Regions from separate parts of the Sus scrofa genome. Here region 2 is linked to region 1. Evidence: chromatin contacts called from public HiChIP or PLAC-seq data. All regions are on one chromosome and are shown on one strand. Each heading gives the region's core, a stretch centred on a gene start, on an enhancer-like site or on the middle of the called end of the contact. The rest is flanking DNA. Distances are from core to core; before and after follow the strand shown.

What was found. HiChIP or PLAC-seq counts read pairs in DNA pulled down with a chosen protein or histone mark.
Region 2: a contact with region 1 is called in an H3K27ac HiChIP or PLAC-seq map of skeletal muscle, with 2.9 times the contacts expected there. The contact joins two enhancer-like sites. A contact is called at or near these places in 1 of 5 promoter capture datasets (fetal liver) and 1 of 2 datasets of contacts at active chromatin or transcription factors (skeletal muscle).

What each region holds. Positions count from the first base shown.
Region 1 is chr3:58,083,471-58,088,969 of Sscrofa11.1, reverse strand. The region is part of intron 1 of RMND5A (protein RMD5 homolog A); the gene reads left to right. Among named protein-coding and RNA genes, the nearest start is that of RMND5A, 11 kb to the left of the region's middle. Within about 2 kb of position 1,314, at least 5 of the 83 cell types and tissues checked have an H3K27ac peak or open chromatin away from gene starts, as enhancers often do. A contact at or near this core is called in skeletal muscle, where this site is marked.
Region 2 is chr3:58,463,057-58,468,406 of Sscrofa11.1, reverse strand. The region is part of intron 1 of REEP1 (receptor expression-enhancing protein 1); the gene reads right to left. Among named protein-coding and RNA genes, the nearest start is that of REEP1, 29 kb to the right of the region's middle. Within about 2 kb of position 2,681, at least 4 of the 83 cell types and tissues checked have an H3K27ac peak or open chromatin away from gene starts, as enhancers often do. A contact at or near this core is called in skeletal muscle, where this site is marked.

The DNA.
Region 1 (5,499 bases), core at 65-2,564:
AGATATTTTTATTACTGGTGTATGTTAACTGCCCAATGGTCTGCTTAACACAGTAAGGAATATTCAAAAGGTATAAGAGACAGAGTCTTCAAGGAAGTTTATTTGGATAATGAGGCCAGACTTTTACATTTGAGAAGGGAAAAAACCATGGCCAGGGCACAATACACAATTAAAAAATATGTAGCAGTGCTTCTGATTGGTATAAATACTAGCAATTCAGAGAAATGGGAGAAGGAGCCCTTAGAACTGCTTGAAGGCCAGCTGTTTGAGTGGAACTGTAGAGCACTCAGTCACTAGTTATTAATGGTCAATTACATGTGGAACTAGACTAAATTTTGTGGGAGTTACAGGGGACAAGTGATGGTCCTTATGCACGGAGAACTTTCTGTCTCATTAGGGAGATGAGCCCGATGTGTTTTTACAGTTCATGGCCATATGTATAGGGTTGGCCAAACGCTGATTGAATGGTACTGATGATAGGGTAGGATTTGAGACCAGGTTAGACTTTTCTAACCTGGGAGCAGGGAAGGACCACAGCGGGGAGAAATGGGATAAAAACATGAAAATTAAATTGCAATCAGGTTTTAAAGAGTCATGGATATCAGAGAAAGTGGTAGACTGGCAAGATACTGAATGACAGAAGCAGGTGGATTTTGAACAGGGAAGGGGCAGGGTCATGATCTGAGACCAATTAGCATTTAGGTTGATTGGAGTTGGGATTGAGGTTTGGTTAGAGACAAGACAAGTTAAGGTTAAAAGTCCCTTTTAACTTTGAGCGATGAAATTAGGGACCTGTTTGGGGTTAGAGGTGGTAGAGTTGTAAAGAGACCCCTGCATGGGATCTCCTGAGGGAAGAGATTACCAGGACTTGGTGCACAGTGGGAGAGAAGGGTTGGAAAAATCAAAGGTTAATCCCAGGTTTTGAGCTTGAGTGACAGGAGATAATTATAGAACCAGGCAGAAAATTGGAAGGTTAGGAGAGAGGAAGGTAGAAATTAGCGTTTGATTTTTAAATACGAAGCCCACATTTAAATGCTGAAAGAAAACTTATTTAGTTCAGCCATTCACTTCAGAGATACCTGGATGTCTAGAGATTAGTTCTCTGTATTTCGAATTGGGAGTAAACCAATTCTAAAGTGGGACTCTTCTAGCAGACATGTAAAACTTTGTGCCTGCGTTGTCCTCCCCTTCGCTGGCCGGTTCTCACTTCACATCCTGCTTTTGCCTCTTTCCCCTCTGCCATCACTAGGTCTAGCTCTCTGCTCCAGGAGCACCTGGCCCTGTCACTTAGCTCTTAAAGCTGATCTGTGTTTTTGTTTCTTCTTGTGCTTGGTTTTGCAGTACGCTGGGCTGTGATTTGGTGCAGTGGGTCAGAACACCTCTCCGTGAATCTATAAATCTATTCAGAAAGGTCAGGGCTTGACCAGCAAATACTATTCTTTGTACCTTTGCCAGCTACTAATATACCACAAAGTTTGTTTTGTTTTCAGTGTGTCTGACTCTAGAAAAAAATGAGTGTTTTCTATTTGTGCCTTTTTCTTCTTTCTCTGAGTAACTCTCTGTTGAGCAACTGCTATATCCTAGGCTGAGGTAGCTCATAAGAAGCTGAAAACTTCAATAGGCCACAGTCTAGTTTGCTACTCACAGAATGAACTAGTCCTTTTGTTACTGTATTGAATACCAACCTAAACATTTCAAGTTCCAGGCTTTTCTGTTTTAGTATCTTGCAAGTACATCCATGTTCATCTTGTCAACCACTTTTGAATCAATATTGGGCTCTTAGCCTTCATCTCCTTTTATTTGCATCCCGAATTTCTTAATCTGTGTAGGACGCTTAATCCGTACACAAAACTCTGCTGACGCAGGCCACTCAGAGCTCCAAAAATGTTAGTTGGATCTGAATGTCATAATTTCTTCCTCCCTTTTTGATGTTAGTTTTTTTTTTCCCCCTCCTGTTTTGTCTTTGGTTTCATTGTGCTTATTTTAAGGCAGTTAGGGTTTTTTGTTTTGTTTTGCTTTTGCTTTTTAGGGCTACTCTTGTGTCATATGGAAGTTCCCAGGCTAGGGGTTGAATCGGACCTGCAGCTGCCAGCCTGCACCACAGCCACAGCAATGCAGGATCTGAGCCATGTCTGTGACCTACACCACAGCTCACAGCAATGCTGGATCCTTAACTCACTGAAGAGAGAGGCCGGGGATAGAACCCACATCCTCGTGGTTACTAGTCGGTTTTGATACCACTAAGCCACAACAGGAACTCCAAGTTTCTTTTTTTTTAAATAAGAGTGGGATAATGTAGATTTTTTTTTTTCTTCCAGTAGTCTCCTTTTGACTTTTTCTATTTCAGTTACTTTTTTAGAGGAACTAATCTAGAATGAATTCTGGAGTATAGCTTTGTGAGGTCTGAGTTTTCATTTAGGTACAGTTAGGATTATGTTTACGCAGTGGACTTCTTTCTCTGTATAGCAAAACTCATGTGACATGTTGCTTTCCACTTAATTCCAAATTTAAGATAACTGTCCATTTCATGAAACTGTAGTTAACTTTTTGTTGTTGTGTTTATGGCATGCAGAAATTCGGGCCAGGGATGGAACCTGAGCCAACAGCATGACCCAAGCTGCTGCAGTGACAACGCCAGATCCTTAAGTCGCTGCACCACAGGAGAACTCCCTGGGGTTATTTTTAATAACTCAAGAGCTCAAATGCAGTATATATAACATTTATAAACTTGGATATCTGAAATTTTTCTAGCCTCCATGATACTCATAAACATGTTAAGTCAAATCTTAGTGATTTCTGGTGAGGCCTGTTTATTTCCTCCAAGTGATTTCAGGTGAGTACTATTTATTTTTACCAAAATGTTCTACTTCTAGGTGGTAAGGTGCTCACCTTTTGGGAAATGTGAATAATCACCATCAGAGCAATACCTTCCTGTGTCGTGCCTTGCCGATTTTTATAGGGTGCTGTCAGTTATCAGGAGTCTCATCTCTCCCATGTTTGACTCTTAGGTGGCAGGTACTTTGTGGTGTCATTGACCCTTCCAAAGGGCCTTTTATAGACTAAATTAAAACTTTATCTGCCAAGGAGCAGACGTATCAAGCAGCAGCATTGTAGTGCTTCCTACCAGTCAGCTGTTTAGTTTTAGCAACACTAAACTTTTCTTTCCTTAGCAGTGTGGGTACAATTTTTTGAGATTTTTTTTTTCCCCCCAGGGTTCCAAAAAGAGAAGTGGCAAATAAAATTGAAAATGTAAACACTGAGTAGCGATGAAAACTTAGTTTTCCATGTTAAAAATATCTTTGTCCTGCTTGTATTAAGTGGCCCAAAATGATGAGTAAGTCTTATAAGGAGACACTTGGTTGCCTTAAGCCATGTGATTAGTGATGAAGGAAAATAATGGAACAAATATATGAATAAAATGATAGAACTGTGTTGAAAGTTATTTGTAAAACCTAGGTGAATTGAGAATTTTGTAATTTTTTTGCTTCGAGGGAGCTAGACACTCTTTTAGTTTTATTTATTCATTTTAATTTGGGGGGCTGTGCCCTTGCAGGTGGAGGTTCCTGGGCCAGGGTTGAACGCGTGTCACAGCAGCCACCTCAGTTGCTGCAGTGACAACGCCATATCCTTAATTCACTGTGCCACAATGAAAGTCCCCAGATAACCTTTTTAATGTGTAATTTGTTCTACTTTTCTTCATACTGACTTGGGGTACACTGTAATAGGAATACATTATGTACCAAAGTTAAGATGTATTTCACTTCTTTGACAAGCTTTGGGAGACTGGCTCAAAACACAAGCCTTTGAGTTCTTATTCCAGATCTTCACCTACATGTTTAAGGGTTTTTTTGTTTTGTTTTGTTTTGTGTTTTGCAGGGGGGGTGGGGTGGGTGTTACTTGAAAAAGAGAAGGAACTTATAACTGGGGCAGGGACTATTTTGTGAATTTGTTTTTTTTGAAAATTGGTGTGTGTGTATTGACTGATGTATTTATTTGGTGTTTGGGAAATTTAGGGTGTGATGCTATTGCGTAGTACACCTTAAGCAACCTGGGGAAGAACAGAGTACCCAGGAGTGGCTGAGTGTGAAGTGGTGGCAGCGAAAGGGCACTGGTTTACAGTGAAGTGGTGCCAGAGTCTCCAGTGCTGGGCTTAAAATTGAGACTGTAATACATGACCTATTATTTTTCTATTCATTTGGTAAATAATTACTGAATGCCTGATATGTGCTGGTTGTGATGCTAAACGCAGGAGATTAAACAATCATTTTCTATGTTCAAGTAATTTCGTGGGGGTGATAGATATTTACAATGCAGTGTGAAACCCTGATAGAGAAGTACAGGAAGCTGTGCAAACAAACATTTTTCTAATTTACTGTTTTTGTAAAACTAATGGACGTAAATCCTGAAATGGCTAGGCAGTGAACCTGAAGGGCAGAGCTTGAAGTCTGAATTGGGCTCTATAAAAACAGTTTCGGAGTTAATGCAAATATATTTCGTTTGGTTTGGCACATGTCTGATTTTGGAGGAGATCATTACTATTCCAGTTTCTGAGAATATCATTCTTAACATTCCTTTATAAAAGCTACTATTCTATTGAACTGAAAGAAGAATTATCTTTAACTTAGATCAACTGTGTGTGTTGGTTCTTTGCTTGCATTTAAAATCTCTTACTGACATGCTAATTATTTTACCTGTTGAATCAAGTCCAATAATAAAAGTGTCCTTTAAAGAAAGTACCTTGAAGTCCCCGTCGTGGCTCAGTGGTTAACGAACCCGACTAGCATCCATGAGGATGCGGGTTTGATCCCTGGCCTTGCTCAGTGGGTTAAGGATCTGGCGTTGTCGTGAGCTGTGGTGTGGGTTGTAGACGCGGCCCGGATCTGGCACTGCTGAGGCTGTGCTGTAGGCCGGCAGCTATAGCTCTGATTTGACCCCTCGCCTGGAAACCTCCATATGCCACAGGTGCGGCCCTGAAAAGACAAAAGACAAAAAACAAACAAACAAAAAAAAACAAAGGTACCTTTATGGTACAGCCATTTTGGGGAAGACAGTTTGGCGATTTCTTAGAAAACTAAACATTACTCTTACCATAACATACAGCAATCAATCCTCCTCGGTATTTACCCAGAGGAGTTAAACTTGCATCCATACAGAAACCTGCATGGAGGTTTATAGCAGCCTTATTTGTAATTGCCAAAACTTAGACACCACCAAGATGTCCTTTGGTAGGTGTATGGGTGAATGAAGTGTGGTTATGTCCAGATAGTGGACTAAAAAGAAATGAGCTATCAAACTGTACACATGGGGGGCTAGGGGTTGAGGCAAGGTATGTATGGGAAAGCTCAGGGCCTCCCTCTCAGTTTTGCTGTAAACATAAATCTCCTCTCAAAAAAATAGTCTTTAGAAGTTCCCTTGTGGTGCTGTGGGTTAAGGATCAGGCACTGCCACAGCTGTGACTCAGGTTACAATTGTGGCTTGGGTTCAGTCCCTGGCCTGGGA
Region 2 (5,350 bases), core at 1,432-3,931, 380 kb before region 1:
CATTGGAATCCCCCTGTGGAAAGCATAGATTGCTGGGCCGCACCCAGAATGTCAAGGGTAGAGCCCAGAGTCTCTGTCTTTCTAGCAAGTTCCCAGGTGTTGCTGCTGCTGCTGGCCCCAGAAGCACACTTTAAAACCACTGCCCTACTTCCATCCTCAGTACTAACTGCCCTCGTTCAGATAACCTCCTTCTCTCCCTCAGAACCTGCATCTCAGGCTCCAAGCTTTGGACTTTTTCTCTGCAGTGCCTCTTGTACTCAGCCCTTTTTAGTCACCTCACAACATCAGCCCTTCTCATGTCACGCCTGGAGGACTGTGAGTACCTCCTGACTAGTTCCCTTTCCCATCACTCTGACCAAAAGTAGTCCGTCTTACACCTCACGGCCAGATTCATTCTCAGGCCACTCTCCTGCCCATAACCTCTGGTTTTCAGGAATAAAGTTGCTATGAACATTTGAGTCAAGTCTTTGGTGGATATATGTTTTCATATCTCTAGGGTAAATACTTGGGAGTGGAATTGCTGTGACAGATGATAAATATATGTTTAACTTAATAAGAAACTGCCAAACTCCTTTCTAAAGTGACTGTACTGGAGTTCCTGTTGTGGTGCAGCGGAAACGAATCCGACTAGGAGCCATGAGGTTGTGCATTCGATCCTTGGTCTCACTCAGTGGGTTAAGGATCTGGTGTTGCTATGAGCTGTGGTTTAGGTCACAGACATGGCTCAGATCCTGCGTTGCTGTGGCTGTGGTGTAGGCCAGCAGCTGTAGCTCCAGTTAGACCCCTAGCCTGGGAGCCTGCAAATGTGGCCCTAAAAAGCAAAAAAAAAAAAAAAAAAAAAAAAAAAAAAAAAAAATTAAAAATTAAAAAAATAAAGTGGCTGTACCATTTTGCATTCCCTCCCCACTCATAACCTCTCTACGGCTCCATAATGAGTAGTAATCAGTTTCCAAAATCCTGAGCTTGGCTTTCCAGGATCCTGCATTCAGGCCCTGCCTGCTGATCCAGCCAAACCCAACACACCACATGAGTTCTAACACAGTCCTCACCACGTTCCTGTTCCCTCTAAATCAAGACCTACCTCTTCTGTGAGACGTTTCCCACCCACCCTCATCTAAAAAAACACAAAGGCCTCTCTTCCCAAGACAGAGTATACAAAAACAGTTGAGTAAAGAAAATATAAAAAAAAGAAAAAGAAATCAACTATAATAAAAATTTTTTTTGTAAATCAACTATACTTTAATTTAAAAAAAAAAGAAAATCTAGTCCCTCATTTTCCCACCTTTGCTTGAATAAATATGATCATAATAAAATATTCCCAGTTGGCTTAAATTGTTACCTAGTCTTTATCCATCCACCAAAAAAAAAAAAAGGCTGAAGGATTTTTATGTAAAACTATCTACAATATCACAATGGCAACATCTTTCCAGTGAGACAAACAGTTACTGTAACTTTATCAAATGAAAGGACAAAATGCATGACCCTCCCTCTTGCTAAGGGTCATGTGATCTACAAACTGGTGGCTGGGAATTCTCCTAACAGACCTCAAAGAGCACTAATAGAAGCAGCTATTTGTTCGTATTGGTATTACTTATTCAGAGCCAAGGGTGGAGAACAGTGCAGTGAATCTCTGATAGGGCCTCTCACACTGCTGCTTAGCAGGGGGAATCGGCACTTCCTGTGTGAAAGGGATTCTATGACAGGTACAAAAGCCTCTCCAAGCGTCACACCTGTTTATCCACAATTCCACTTCATGGAATCCAGCATAAGGAAATTATCTGAAAAGCAACGAAGAACTGTACCATAACCTACAGTCACACACACATACACACACACACACAATCGCAAACAAATGAAAGGTCTAACAAAGGGAGGCACGGCTCTCACATTTCATATATTTCTTGCCATTCATGCCCCAAAGGAATTATTCTGCACTTAAGCTAATTGGGCTCAATTTACCTGAATGGACACAGCTGTTAAGAATATTTATAAAAAGTCTGAAACAGCACCAAACTCTTTCAGCACCATGTTTAAGGCAAAGGTAGACTAGGAAACTGTTAACATGCATAACTACAAGTCTATGTATTTTTACAAACCCAATGCATAAGTAGAAAACCATTAGAAAGATTCTCTACAGAGTTATCGGCCGTTGGGGTGGGACGGTGGAAACAGGAACAACTTTTCCTTTCTATTTTTATATAGGTTCCAATTAATGATGACCTCATTTTAAAAATATATCTTAAATATAGAAACCAAACAGGCACGGGTGTCAGGTGTTCCCTATCATATAGCTCGAAGGAAATCACCTGTTCTTGACAGAAACCTGTATCCGATTACAAGAACAAAAGGCAGACAAATGCAGTGAAGGCAGGAAGGACTGGCCATTACTTTGTTGTTAACCAGGGCACGCTGCTAAGAATCTTAGATGCAAGATTCAGAGGCAAAAAAAATGCACGTGGTGACAGCCCTGCTTACTCCATTTGACAGGATTACAGAAAAAAAGGGGGAAACACGTGATGTTGGAAAGACACTTTCAAGTATGACAGGACACACATTGGGTTGAAACGGGTGGCGGGAGAGGAATAACGGCATTTCTCCTTGTGGTTTCCAGAACCTCCTGAGTTTAACAAATTCGTCCTGCTAGCCTGGAAGGGCAGGAGAGCAGACAGCTGGTCTGAGGACCTGAACTGCAGCCTGAATTCTGTCACTCGCTAACGGAGCCCGGATTAGTCAGCCTCTTGGCTCCTGTGTTCCTTATCTGCCAAATGGGAGGGTCTTGGTAGAGATTCTTTTTTTTTTTTTTTGTCTTTTTTTTTGTCTTTTTGCCTTTTCTAGGGCCGCTCCCGGGGCATATGGAGGTTCCCAGGCTAGGGGCCGAATCGGAGCTGTAGCTGCTGGCCTACGCCAGAACCACAGCAACTCAGGTTCTGAGCTGCGTCTGCGACCTACACTAAAGCTCATGGCAACGCCAGATCCTTAACCCACCGAGCGATGCCAGAGATTGAACCCGAAACCTCATGGTTCCTAGTCAGATTCGTTAATCACTGCGCCATGACAGGAATTCCTTGGTAGAGATTCTTTTGGTTGCAAAGTAACAGAAATTGACAAAGCCGGTGTAAGCAACACAGAGAGTTAATGGGGAGGATGCTGGGGTGGAGCAAGAACCTCAGGGCAGATGGGCTTTGTAAGTGTCCAGAACCAGGGACTGAAGGGTCCTGGAAAACCACACAGCATTTCTGGCACCTCTGTGTTCTCTGAACATCTTGGACATTCTTCCTTCTCTGCTGGCCCACCTTCAACATGCTCTGCTGGCAGAACACAGGCTGCAACCTCGTCTCCTAACACATTACAACTCCTGCTTCTTGAATAACTAATGTCTTCGCTCAGGCTACCATAACAAAATCCTACAGACTGAGTGGCTTAAACCTCAGATCTATTCTCCCATACTTCTGGAGGCTGGCAGTCTAAGATCGGGATACTGGTATGGCTGGTGAGGACTTAACAGATGACCAACTTCCTCTCTGTGTCCTTACATGGCAGAGACAGACAGAGAACTCTCTGGAGTCTCTTCTTACACAGGCACTAATCCCAGGATGAAGGTGCCACCCTCAAGACCTCACCTAAACCTAATTACCCCCCAAAGGCCTCCCATCCACACACCTTCACATTAGGGGAGAGGGCTTCAACATATGACCCCGGGACACACACACACACACACACACACACACACACACACACACACACACACACACACACACACTTCAGCCCACAGCAACTGGCTACCTCTGAATCTCACGTCTATGTTGCCCAGAGAGGGAAAACATAATTGGTTTGGTCTGAGTCACCTCGGATCTAATTGGCCACAGCCAAGTAGAGAGGGCAGGTCATCTAGCACAAACTTGGCTGCTGGGACCCCACCCTGACTGCCAGGCCTGTCTGTACCTTGCCACCTGAATGAAAAGCCATTGGGTAGTAAGTCAACAAGTATTCATTTCCTCTGGGTCAGGACTGCCCACAAAACTGAACACTCACATAAAGGACATTTCTGTCTTATGCAGCACCACCTTCTCATGCCCATCACAGAATCAGAACCACAGAAGATGTTCAATGCCTGATTGTTGCCTTCTGGACAAATGAGGCTGCACTTGCTGAGAAAAATATGGAGTTTGTGCTCCCAAGGTATAGATAGACATCATCACCTTCTCGGAGCCATAGTATGCTTTCTACCCTGAAAGTCAATAAGAGTTCCCTTTGAGTCAACTTTCTTTCTTTTTTCTTTTTTTGCATTGTTTCGTTTTGTTTTGTTTTGGCTGCATCTGCAGCATGCAGAAGTTCCCAGACCAGGGATCAAACCCATGCGACAGCAATGACCAGAGCCACAGCAGTGACAACGCCAAGTCCTTAACCTGCGAGGCCACCAGGGAACTCCCATCTTTCTTTTTAATTTTCACAAAGAAAATTATCACCTATCATTGCCTCCAAACTCCTCTCTATATATGTTGAGTAATAACAATGTATAGAGTGTATAGAGGAGAAAAGCAGACAGTCTGTCTACCTTCAAGGGACAGAGAAAAGCACTAAAGAAACAAGCCATCAACACTGGCAAAGTAAAAAAAGAAAAAATGAGGGAGTTCCCGTCGTGGCGCAGTGGTTAACGAATCCGACTAGGAACATGAGGTTGCGGGTTCGGTCCCTGCCCTTGCTCAGTGGGTTAACCATCCGGCGTTGCCGTGAGCTGTGGTGTAGGTTGCAGACGCGGCTTGGATCCTGCGTTGCTGTGGCTCTGGCGTAGGCCAGTGGCTACAGCTCCGATTGGACCCCTAGCCTGGGAACCTCCATATGCCGCGGCAGCGGCCCAAAGAAATAGCAAAAAAAAAAAAAAAAAAAAAGAAAAAAAAGAAAAAATGAGTTAAGAAGAAAACCATGAGATGTCTCAGGACAGCTGGGAAGGAGACTCCCCAATGATTGGTGCTATTAAGCAGAATGTGCTTTGAGGTTGCAGGACAGAGGATCTACTTTAGAATGAATGACCCAGGAAGAAAAAGTAGGCATTAAAGATGGGTGATATCAAAAATAAACTCAAATGGATTAAAGATCTAAATGTTAGATGAGATATTAACTTTCTAGAGGAAAACAGAGACAAAAGACTCACATAAACTACAGTAGTATGTTTTTTGATCTGCCTCCTAGAGTAATGAAAATAAAAGCAAAAATAAAAGAAATGGGGCCTAATTAAACTTAAAAGCTTTTGCACAGCAAAGGAAACTGTTAACAGAACAAAAAGACAACTCACAGAATGGGAAAAAAATCATTGCAAACAAAGCAACCGACAAGGGATTAATCTCCAAAA